2 separate regions of the Mus musculus genome follow, and region 2 is linked to region 1. The links are chromatin contacts, called in public Micro-C maps. All regions are on one chromosome and are shown on one strand. The core of a region is the stretch at or near the end of the contact, and the rest is flanking DNA. Distances in the headings are between cores, read along the strand shown. Region 1 has its middle 80 kb from the start of Sp8. Region 2 holds the start of Sp8 (trans-acting transcription factor 8).

What was found. A called contact is a pair of places that touch in the nucleus more often than the background predicts.
Region 2: a Micro-C map of embryonic stem cells shows a contact between it and region 1, with 2.2 times the contacts expected there. The contact joins the promoter of Sp8 here to the enhancer-like site in region 1. A contact is called at or near these places in 1 of 39 promoter capture datasets (macrophages), 10 of 484 Hi-C or Micro-C datasets (8-cell embryo, the HL-1 cell line, embryonic fibroblasts and 3 more), 3 of 115 datasets of contacts at active chromatin or transcription factors (all in embryonic stem cells) and 2 of 9 other capture datasets (embryonic stem cells and pancreatic islet).

The regions. Positions count from the first base shown.
Region 1 is chr12:118,764,038-118,770,042 of GRCm38.p6, reverse strand. No RefSeq gene overlaps it. Among named protein-coding and RNA genes, the nearest start is that of Sp8, 80 kb to the left of the region's middle. Within about 2 kb of position 3,397, at least 2 of the 459 cell types and tissues checked have an H3K27ac peak or open chromatin away from gene starts, as enhancers often do. A contact at or near this core is called in embryonic stem cells, where this site is marked.
Region 2 is chr12:118,845,076-118,851,080 of GRCm38.p6, reverse strand. It overlaps Sp8 (trans-acting transcription factor 8), which reads right to left and starts at 3,848. Exons shown (of 2, transcript NM_001379379.1): 1 at 3,740-3,848; 2 at 1-2,702. The coding sequence starts at 3,760. The coding sequence ends at 1,209.

The DNA.
Region 1 (6,005 bases), core at 2,148-4,647:
CTGAAGCAGGGGAGGAGAAGGTCAAGTTGAAGGTTGTAGCCACAAGAAGGTTGTCTTAGTCCATTTTTCTTGGATGCTGTAACAGAATGCCATAGGCTAAGTAGCTTGAAAATAAACATATTACTTACAGTTCTGGAGACCTAGAAGTTCGAGTTCAAGTCATACTTATTTAACACATTCAAAGGTACATCTCATTGTTGAGAAGCTTCAGAGAGAGAAGACTGCATTTCATTTCTTTCTCATGTGAAAGTCTCAATAAAGCTGGTCCAGAGACCTATGTGTGCACACATACAATCCCAGCTCTCATGAGGTGTGGGAGAAGAAGGATCAATGTTCAAGGCCATTACTTAAAAACTGGCCATACGGGAGCATGCTTGGCAGGTAAAAGAACTGTCTGGGATTCCAGAGGACCTCAATTCCCAGCACTCATTTTAGGTGGCTCACAACTGCCAGTAACCCCTGCTCCAAGTCATCTCATACCCCCTTCTGGCCTCTGAAGGTACCTGCACACATGTGACATATGCTTAGATAGACACAAGTGCATACATCTTTAAAATATATACATACATACATATATATATATATATATATATTTTTTTTTTTTTTTAAACCCTATGACATGTTAAATGCACCAGTCCTTGTCACTGAAAGGTTTCATCATTGCACCTTTAATCTTTACAGTTGTTCGCTATCTTCTAAGTAAACAAGTGGCTTAGAAACCTTTGCGCTTTTAACATCCTCTGACTTCCTGAGCTTTTATTTGGGAGGAAGGTTTGGCTCTGAAGAATCTCACAGAAGGATCCGAATTCAAGCAAAAAAGTGAAAAATCTGATGCAGATTCTTAGCTGCTTTTGAGAATGGAAATCTTTTAAGGAAATACATATAAAATTAAATGTGCTTGCACAGTGTGCAATGGAATACATAATGGTCTAAGATCTACTTACAGTGGCCATGGGCTTCTGCGTCTAAACTGAATGATCAGTGAAGAAATTTAATGAGTTTGTCATCAGAACAAAAAAATGTTAAATGCTACTATACTCTTGGGTACATGCGTTCTAACTTAGGAAAGACATGCTTCATCTGAGAACAGAGTAGTTTTTATGACAGTAGTTCCTGCTAGGGAAGGAGAGAAGGAAAGGAGGGTTCAGTATATGTTTGTCTGGGTGAATTAATGAGCACAAAATCATATAGGTAGAACAGAAAAAATGAAATAGAGGTGTTCAGGTTGGAGTACCCAGGTCATTTCTGTTTTATTTAGATACATGCTGTTCCATAGACTTCTGTGAGTGTAGGCATGTTTATCTCATATAATTACTGGGTGCCTGGAGAATTATTAATTCGACTAAAAAAGCAGCTTAAACTTTTATTTAAATTATGTGGCTAGTGGCTACCATAATGGAGCACATGGCTTCAGACCATGAAGAATCCTCTAAATGTTCTGTGACTTTCAATTTGGAAGAATCATTTCTTTGCTCTTCTATAATGAGTAAGGGTATGAATACTAATAAATAATAATACAAATATGAATAAATACTGACTTTTGGTGCTACTCTTTTGACTGGAGGACAGCTGAAAGTTACTGGAGCTGGGGGAATGTATGGAGGACAAGAAAACCTTCCTGTTCATGTCAGTACTTTTGAAGTAGACTGTGCATAAAGGTCAGTATGTGGTTCCATCTGTGTCTATAGAAAAGAAAGAGTCAAAAGCTCTCCAAGTTCTCATGGGGAGACTTTGGATTTGGCAGCAGATTTGATAACTGAAGACTTAATTTCCCCAGTGACTCAACTGATACAGCAGGTTTTATCTTTTTTTTTTTTAATTCAGAAAATTAAGAGTAAATTGGCTGGCTCAATAGACTTACTGACTCCAGTTAGATAAGTATTTACTGTGTTTATTAAGTTGTTTATATAGGATAATAATACAAGTGATTTAATAAAGATAAGACTTCAGATAAATGTCAACACACTTCCCACTCTGCAGCTGGTCCATTTCAAGCAGTTAAAATAAATTAAAAGATAAAACGCTGCTCTCACACAAAATGATCATTGTCCAAGGGAAACATTAAAATGGGAAAAAATCTTCTGCTTTTGGGCACAAAGACTATGCGTATGTGAGACACACCTCTTTATAATCTATAGATTCTTTACGTAGAAGGAAAGGGACAGAAAGCTGTGCTCTGTAGTGTTTGCTATAATGAGATACAATTAAAAAGTACTTACAGTTCATAGACAAGTATTAATGGCCACTGTTATTTATAGCACAAATAATGGGGATCTTTGAATGAGACAAAATAAATGCTATTAATTTTGTTATTTATCTATTTTTACATACATCAAGGCATAGCTACTGAAGGATTACTAAGCTATAAAATGTAGATGCTGTCAGTAGAATTTAAATAGCATAAAACAGATCTCTGCCCAACCTTCTCTGTTTATATTGTAATGTATTTACTTGTAGTTTCTTTAGTAAATGATCTGACATTTGAAAAATGTTGGAGAAAGATGCTAACAAAGAAGGAAGCAGTCTTTCTGGTGTTCTCTAATTGCATCATTTCAGACTTGTGTATCAGAGCCTAACTCCACCATCTCATCATATATATGTAACATATAAGTTTCTTTTGCTTTTAGGCCTGTAACATAGTGGTTGCCATATAATTGTTACTGAAAAGGGTGTTTGAAATCCTGTTCCATTTAGAAATGGTGACCTAATAAACCCTTGGAGAGCTCTTGATGGAATTTGAACTGCTGGATTTTCTCAGGAAATGCTAAGACCGCTATCATACTACAGGAAGTATAGGATGGAATTGTAAAGCATGATAGGAATCAGGTCAAGTTTCTAGTTTGGTTTGGAAAAGATAACTATAGTTACACTGTTTGCAGTGTCTTTCAAATCTCTGCTATACATTTACAGTGGACACTTGCTATTTCACACGCTGGGATGAGATGCCTAGCTCTTCTAGGCACTAAGTAGTTAGCATTTGCAATCAAAGATGTACCTTGATTACTGGCCACAAATCCCTCCAGTTCTAGGCATCCATTCAATATGATCTCATTATCACTTTCCATACAGAAGAGGAATCCCTTCTTGTGGACCTTGACTCTGGCCTTAACTTGTGAGTTATTAAAGCCACAGAATTTGCCCGACATGGTATTGTGTGACATAGAAAGGACTTTGTTTCCCAGAAGGTCTCAGTGTTCATCCTGAAAAACTTTTACTTCCTGAAAGATGAAAAGGGCATGCTGAGTTTCTGAGTTGACAACTCCACCAGATAGCTGAGAGATGGATGTTTCCTTAGACCTCCCAGGCCAATCTGGCTACCTGTTTGGGGCCACTGAGTCAGCCCAGACAGACTGACAAGAGAAATCTTTCCATCCACACTGTCCTGAAGTTTTGTCATGCAGAAAAGGGTGGAGAAACAAAGGAAGCACCTTTTGTTCTCATTCTCTGGTGAGACAGTCCAGCTGCATTGTTGACTTCCGGATCTTTCAGGGTTTGGAAAGGCTGATACTTAGAATGATACAAGTAACTTAATGGTAAATGACACATATTTTAATATTATATATGATTTATCTAATTGGAACAGTGTTTAAATGTAAAAGGCCAATTCCATGGTGTTACTGGTTTTTGTTGTTGTTGTTGTTTGTTTGTTTTACCACCTTGCCCATTGTGTTTATCTAAATGTATTTTGTATAGCATAATTTTCATGGTAGCAACTAAGGCTATTTGCTTTGAGTCTCAAGTCACCTGATGAAGGTCACCTATAGAATAATACCAGTGATTAGGATTCACAGAGATTCCATCCACAATGAAGACCCAACTCTTATGAAACCAAGGGAGAAATATCTGTGAAATGCTTGCAACAGATATATACACATACCCACTTTGCCTAATTATTTGCATTGTGGAAGTCAGCGTTTCAGATTAAAATGAGTCTTAAAATTTGCAAAATTTTTCCCAAGCAAAAAATAAACAAAATAAAAGGAATATGTTAGAGAGATAGGCTATTGGTAAATCTTTCACCTAGAATTTTAAGAACCTGGTTTCCTATGCTTTGGGGGTGAGGTGAGGGAAGTAGAGGAAGGATAAGAAGTAGTAATAAAACTCCTTAAATCTTGCTGCAACAAAAAGAAAGTTCAAGAATTGATTGGTGAACCTTAAGCAGTTTTAAAATATGCCCATATTAATCAATATTTCTCCTAACATTGATGCACTCTAAAGTTCCAACAGCAAGACTGAATATCTTTTCACCAAGTGGTAGCTAACCAAAATGCTTCTCAATAACATATTTTCCATTTCCAGAGAAATAATAATCATATAAAAATACAGTGGTCAGAAGGTTGGAAGAAAGAGCAGAAGATTGCAAGACTAGGCACAGAAGAGAGTCCAAAAAGTCAATAAATGGAGCTAAAAACTTGTCTTCTAAAATCATTTTTCCAGTAAGACAAATAGAGTTTTTTCCACCTTAAATTCTCATTTGACAGCATCCCAGAAGTGTCTTGGCTATTAATGTACTGGGCAGCCGTAGGGAAATGTTCAAAAAGTGGTTCTTAAGGTCTTGATGGTCTCTGCTCCAGACTCATGAGTCATGGGAACACAGTGTGGAATTTAAGAGATAGTTCCCTCCTCACTTTGGAGGAGCTTTTGTTACTGTGCTGACGACTCAATAAGTATTCTTTCATTTTTAAAGTAGTTTCTCAGGGCACGTTGTCAAACACTCTGCAGAGAGTCTTCTGTGAGAAAGGGGTAACAAGATTTAAATTTGTCCCTCACGTAGAACCATGCCACTGTGTCAGGGTCCTTCCCAAACTGAAACACAGTTTAAAGGAAATGAATAGCTGCCACAGTCATGCCATGTTAGGGGAGGGAAAAGGAATATTATTCACTAAGGAACCAGCCCTGTTAGCATTCTTTTCACATCAAGATGTGTGTGGTGCTAGGATTATTTCAGTGGGGGGATTGATGAACAGATAATTCTGGAATTACTTTTAAACAAATAAACATGTGCTGTTTGCATATTCTAGAACTTTCTGAGGTGTTTTCAATTCACCAGCCAGACATGGTTACCTCACAGAGTCTCCAGGTTCAGTTTCTAGTACTAGCATGGAAGTTCATGACCATCTGTAATTCCAGTTCTTGGGGATCCAATACCCTCTTCCAGGCTCCACAGACATCAGGTATGCGTGTATTATAAAGACATACTTGCAGGCAAGATACTGATTCACATAAAATAAAATAAAATAAAATAAAATAAAATAAAAGCATGTGTGTGTTTATTGCTGGACTATCTCAATCCGTCAGCTCCCAATACTGACATAAAGACTTAATTTATGAATGTGTAGGCCTTATAGCTAGAATTGTTCTCAACTAGCTCATATAAATTAATGAGCACTTCATTATATCTTTCCTGTTCCTCTTTTCCTTCCAGCTCCTCTTGTGTCTTTCCCAAATTCGTAATCTCATTTTTAATTATTATTGCTATATGTATATACATATGTATATATGTACAGACATGTGTATAAAACCTGCTGAGTCCCCTTAGCTTTGCTCATACATACAGGTTTTGAAGTCACTACTTTAGAAGAAACTTGATCATGTAGAAATTTTGTTATCTGTGACCCATTCTTAGAGTATTGGTCCTGAGCTTCCACTGGCACAGACAGTACTATACAAACAAATATTCGATGACTGAAAAGTGAGAATAAATGTTTTATTAAAATAGGTCAGCCAGGAACTGGAAGGTTGGCTTAGCAGTTAAGAGTAATGACTGTCCTTCCAAAGGTCCTGAGTTCAATTCCCAGCAACCACATGGTGGCTCACAACAATCTGTAATGGGATCTGATGCCCTCTTCTGGTGTGTCTGAAGAAAGACATTGTACTCACATACATAAAAGAATAAATAAATCTTAAAAAATAAAATAAAATAAAATAAAATAAAATAAAATAAAATAAAATAAAATAAAATGAAAGGTCAGCCAGAGCTGGGCTTGGTGGCAGATGCCTTTGAT
Region 2 (6,005 bases), core at 2,599-5,098, 81 kb before region 1:
TACTATACAAAATCGTCTCACACCTCACAGCGGCGGAGTCAAGTTTAATGGGAAACTAATCTAGAACGATTTTCCAGTTGTACAAACCATTAGGTTCAGATATATTTTACAAAGAATTTTTAAAAATTGTTTCCCCGTTTCCCTCTTTTGGCATTTAAACTACAGCCTCATCTGAAATAAACGATAGCTTCTTCACTTAAGTTTAAATCACAAAGAAAAAGTTTAACCCTAAAATTAATCAATGACTTGCAATAATTTACAGAAATCAGTAGATAAATTGATTCCTAGACTAACCCAAAAGTGGTGGTGATGTGGGAAGTTGGAAGAATATGCTTGGGGATGGTGAAAAAACCGAGGTAGAAAAAGACAAACACGAAGATACTTAATCTGGTCTCACCGGAAAGGGGGTATTTTTGCATAAGAAAAGACACCTACCCTCACTCCCGCCCCCACCCCATAAATTACGGCGACCAAAATAACTTTGGGATCAATATTTGCAGTTTGGAGAGAAACGTGCTCGCAAGCAGAGGAAAACTATCTAAACGAGAAGCTAAGAGGAAGATTGCTTGTTTATTTTTTTCCTCTCAGTTTTTCAGTTAAAAAATAAAAAGTTACAAAGAAGAAAGGAGGGGGAGGCATTGATTCCCGTTCGCAGAACTCTCATCGGTTCACCCGCAGGGCACAAAGACCTAGCCAGAGCTGAATGGGGAGATCTAAACTCTGCTAACCCGGTCTGGGTTGCAGCAGTCCTCCCACGAGTGTAATGCTCAGCACAGGACAGTCCAAGGGGAGCACTCGGGGGTCCAGGAGGGGATTCCTTGGCAGGACTCCTACATCCCTCTCCCTACAGCTGCGGCTCAAGCGGGTTGAACACTGTTCTTTCCAAGGCCACAAAAGCCACTGTTCTACCAGACAACCCATTCATCCCGTCCTAACCCCAGAGGCCACAGCCTCTTCAAAGTTCCGCCAGCCCAGTGCTGGAGGAGCGGGTTTCCACTGCGCCCCGCATGGCTGTCACTGTGCAGAAGGGAGCCAAGGATTCAGCCACCGATGTGTGCTACTTACTGTCCACATCCTAAAAGTTAAGAGCAGAAAACCGGTGAGAGAGAGAATGAGAAGTTGGGGGAAAGAACGCACAGCTAGCCTAGACTGGAGCCCAGTCTAGGTACACAAGCCCGACGGGATTCAGGTGGGAGGCATCGCGACAGTCACTCCAGGCCGTTGCGGTGGCCCGGCTCTGGAGGCTGCAACAGCTCAGGGGAGTGGCAAGGAGGGCTTCCCGCCGCGCTGTGCTCGCTGTCGGTGTCGCTGCCTTTCTTGCCGCCGCCGGAGCCCGCCGAGCCGCCGCCACCACTGTGTGTCTTCACGTGCTTGCTCAGGTGGTCGCTGCGCATGAAGCGTTTGTTGCACACCGGGCAGGCGAAGCGCTTCTCGCCCGTGTGGGTCCGCAGGTGCCGCTGCAGCTCGTCGGAGCGCGTAAAGCGCTTACCGCAGAACAGCCAATTGCACACGAACGGCCGCTCGCCGGTGTGCCAACGCAGGTGCGCCTTCAGGTGCGACGTCTTGCCGTACACCTTGCCGCAGCCCGGGATGTGGCAGCTATGCAGCCCTTTGCGACGCAGGCTCGCTCCCGCTGGGCCCAGCCGCTCAGCCTCCTGGCAGTTGGGGCAGTCGCAAGTGGCGCGGCCGGAGTAGCGGCGAGCGGACGAGCGTGGGGACCCCCCTAACTGCGCCGCGGGCCCCGCGCTCAGCATGGAGCTGCCCGCGCCGGCCAGCGGCGACGGGGCGGAATCGGGGTAAGAGCCGGGCAATACCGGCTTGAAACCGTCCATGAGGTGCTGTCCTGCAGGGCTGAGCAGGTGCGACGAGGCACCGCTACTGAATGCGGAGTGGCTCAGGCCGGAATAATCCGAGTTGTAGCCTCCCAGCGGTGAATGCAGCGACGTCTGAAGGCCCCCGGCCGCCGGGTGCAGCGAGCCGGGCAGCGCTGCCGCCCCATTGGGGTTCTGCACGTCGATCCAGCCCGCGCCCACATCCCACCAGCTGGAGGCGCCCGCGGAGCCCACGTCGGCCGCGGCGCCAAGGCCCGGGTGCGAAGGCTTGAACCAGGACTCATACGGGTGCGCCATTCCCACGCGCGGGTAGATACCCTGCAGTCCGTCCACCGACGTGTGCACCTTGGAGATAAACACTGGCTGATGGGAGCTATCCTGCGAGTGCGCTCCGGAACCGCCGCCGCCTCCCCCGCCGCCGCCGCCGCTGCCCCCCGAGACGCCCGGAGCCTGGAACACAGAGTAGTCGTTGGCAAAGGGCGAGCTGGAAGCGGCAGCCGCCGCAGCTGCTGCCGCTGCGGCGGCGCTGCTGGAGGTGAGAGAGAAGGCGCTGGAGCCGGGCGAGCCTCCGCAGCTAAAAGAGTCGGACACCAGGGCTGCGGCCGCCGCTGCTGCCGCCGCTGCCGCCGCTGCGGCTGAGGAGGAGCCGCCGTTCCGGGAGGCCCCCGACACACCGAAGCTAGAGAGACTGGAACCCACTACGTTGCAGCTGCCGGAGGAGGAAGACGAGGAGCGTTTCCAAGGGTGGAAGCCTTTACCGAAGGAAGAAGAGCTGTCCGACAGGGAGGAGGGAGACGGGCTGGGGCTGCCGATCTTATTACAGGTAGCAGCAAGCATGGCCAGAGGAGTGGATCCCAACCTCGGTTCTTCCTGAGACCGGAGCAGAGAAGAAGGGTGGGGGAGGGGTAGTGGGCAAAGGGCCGGTGGGGGAGGGAGGAAAGAAATGTGTATTAGTCCCCTGGTAGCCTCCAGACGCCCCACTGCTCCCCATCTCTAGCTGCTGCACACTGCCACCAACTTACCCTGCACCCCCAGCTGCCCCGGCGCCCGGCTGCCTCCTACTCTACAGGAGGGGACAAGTTTGGCGGCGAGCGTCTGATTCTGGAGCAAAGCGCCACGCTAAAGAAGAGTTTAACAAGAATTCTCAACTAAGACGGCACTCTTGTGTTCACAAAGCCCTAGACGCTTTCGATCAAACGAACAGAAAGTCCAAATCCAGACTAGGGAGGGAGAAGTTTCCTTTTTACCTTACAACCTGGGGAAATTTCTGGATTGCGTTTAAGATCACTACACTGCAATCCCAAGAGAGCTTTGAAAACTCTTTTCAGATCCCCCTCAACCCATCCTTAGTTGCTTCTCCCCGGCTCTTCCATTACTCGCTCTTCCATTTTTTTCTTCTCTCTCTCTCTCTCTCTCTCTCTCTCTCTCTCTCTCTCTCTCTCTCCACCCCCTTCATCTCTCTCTCTCAATATATATCTCTCTATAATGGTAGAAATAAGACGAGCTCAACGTACCTGCAATACAAACCGGGCTGAGGAAAAATATTAAGGGGAAGGGGGAGAATCTGCAGTATGCCCAGGAGGGAAAAACTTACTCGCGTTCCCCTTCGAAATCGTCGAGTGTATTAGGGGCTATGCTCAGTTCTCCCGAGCAGGGAGCGGCCAGGCTCTGCGAGGTGGCGGGTCTCAATGCCCTACGAACCTTTCCTGTGCTGAAAAAAAAAAAAGTGGCTCTGCCTCCTCCCCCCCCCCTTTCTTTTTTCTAAACTCACTTGTATTTAGGGGGGTGGTGGTGGCTCTCAATAGAGAGACTGATAGCCCGTGGCCTGGCCGGGGCGACTTTAACCCCCTCCGATAGGCAATAAAAGGAAACTAATTAAACCAGCAAGAGAAGATCCTGAGACTCACCCCTAGAAGTGAAGTTGCCATCACACAGAAGCGCCCTCCTCCTCTCAGAGGATCTTTTTTATATTGATAAATCAGAGGCAGTGTTTTTTTTAGAGGTGTGCAATACAATGATCAGTTCCGCCCATTCCGCCACAATTGTAGCTCCCTCTCCGGCTTTGAAGTGCCGCGGAGGCGCGGCCAGCCAATCTGTGGCCTCGCCGGGCCGCGCGGCGCGCGCGCCGTGAGGTCATCGGCGCCGGCGGGAGTGTGGGGGTGCGAGTGTCGCAGAGTGTGCGTGTGCGCGCGCGTGAAAAATGATCGCGAGTGTGACCCACCTCGGAGAGAGCAGTGTAGAAAGCGGAGGGGTAACTGGGCAGGGTCGCAAAAACCGTGACCTAGCAAGGGCAGAGAGTGGTCGTACAACCACCGAGAGCGGGCCGAGTAACTACGTGTGTGACAAAAGGGGTCAGGGACAGAGCTGGAAAGTGTGTAAGGTAACTGAGTCCTTCTACCGTAGGGAGTCAGGAGCGACAGTACGTTCAATCCCGGGTGTGGAGAGGCGTGCACCCGTTTGGTGTAGGTGGAGAGTGGGTGCGCGCGATCGAGAGGGAAGACCGACGTGTGCGTGCGCGCGAGCACCAAAGCTAGGGGTAGGGAACCGAAACAATACAATAAAGTGTACGTGCCTAAGAGATTGGCGGTCTGGATAGAGAAACTGCGAAGTTGAGTGAGGCCAGTAAATAAACGCCCCAAGTCCTATCTTCAAGTTACTAACTTCCTCTGCCCTTTGAACATAAAAAAAGGAGTGACCCCCCCCCCCCAGCTTCCTGGACTCTTTCAGTATAGTTTTGAAGAAAATCTTGATACTTACCTTCCATTTCCTGATGTTTCGGTCAAATAGAAAGATTGGAAAGGGGGTAGTGATATGGTGCAAGTGTGCGCCTGCGCCTTTGAGTCCTTACTTAGATCTGGCCGCCCTTACCCTCTACCAGAGGTGGGATTCAAGCTTTGGAAGTGCACGTCCTGGAGGAGGTGTGTTTGCCCCTTGGCATGCAGTAAAATTACAAAAGGATTAGATGGAAAGAGGAGTAAGAGGGGGTGTGTTTTTCTCCCATTGGATGAGAAATTGAGGAGCATTTTACCCAGTTTATAAGTTTTCTCAGGTAACCCCACTGTGCCTTTCTGACAGAAAAATCAGAATGACTGAAATCTGTTGGTACTATTTATGTAAGAATGGAGGTGAGCTTTTCGGGCTGCATTTATAGGAGCATCTATGGTTTGAGCAAGCCATCTACCAGTGCGTTCGAGTCATCATGCGCATTTACTTCAAATTCTCTGCGTTTTAGTCACTTACTTGCTATTTTTATTATTAGTTGCCTTCAGAAATGTCATTACAATTCTGTGGTCACCACAACAGAAATTCTTAAGCCACAAAAAGGCCAGTACCAGTATGAAAGGAGAAAATCTAGTCCTTGGAGTCTTGTTGAATATTCATGCATTTTAAAACCACAATAATTCCTATTTTACCCTGTTAGGAAGACTCTCAGAAGTCTAATACTAAAGGGGAATTGATTAAAATGTGAGTAGATGACAGAACTGATGTGTTTTGACTTGGGAGACTTTTTTTTTTTAATTGGTTGTTCTCAAGTGTATTGCAGGTTCTGAAGATGTCAAAAATTAATTCTCCTGGGTTATGCAGAAGTCCAAAGTAGGGCTTCATCCTTTGCATAAATTTCACCTGCACAGTTAGACCTAATGTTTGTTGTGCAGGGATTTGCACTTCTGAGCCTTTTTTTTTTCATGTGCAGGGGTATTGACTGTACATCATATCTATTGATTAAGGGAGTAAGGGACATCCACATACTTAGAAGTAACTGTGAAGTAAATTAATGAACTGCTTTCTTTCTCTGAAAGCTAACGCTTACCATAAATGTCCTGTTTCTCTCTGCAAGCCCCTCTGAATGATTTTAGCGTGTTGAGAAGGCGTGACAGGACAGCCCAGAAGGAGGAAGGGGTGGGGGAAGGAGGGAACTCCGTTTAACAAATAAAAGAGAATTAACTTCATTGCTTTGGTCTCCTTCCATAATGATATTCATTTTAAGAACCTAATATACAGTTGTTCAAATTTGGGGTTTAACGTTAATCAATACCATCACCCTCAAAGGTGGAGGGAAGTGCTTTGAAGGAAGACTCCTTCTTATGAATAGTTATTGTATCTTTTTATCCTCCTATCTTCTGGAAGAAAAGGAGGCAGGGTTATTAAAAAGTTAAATGCTGAGCATGAGAG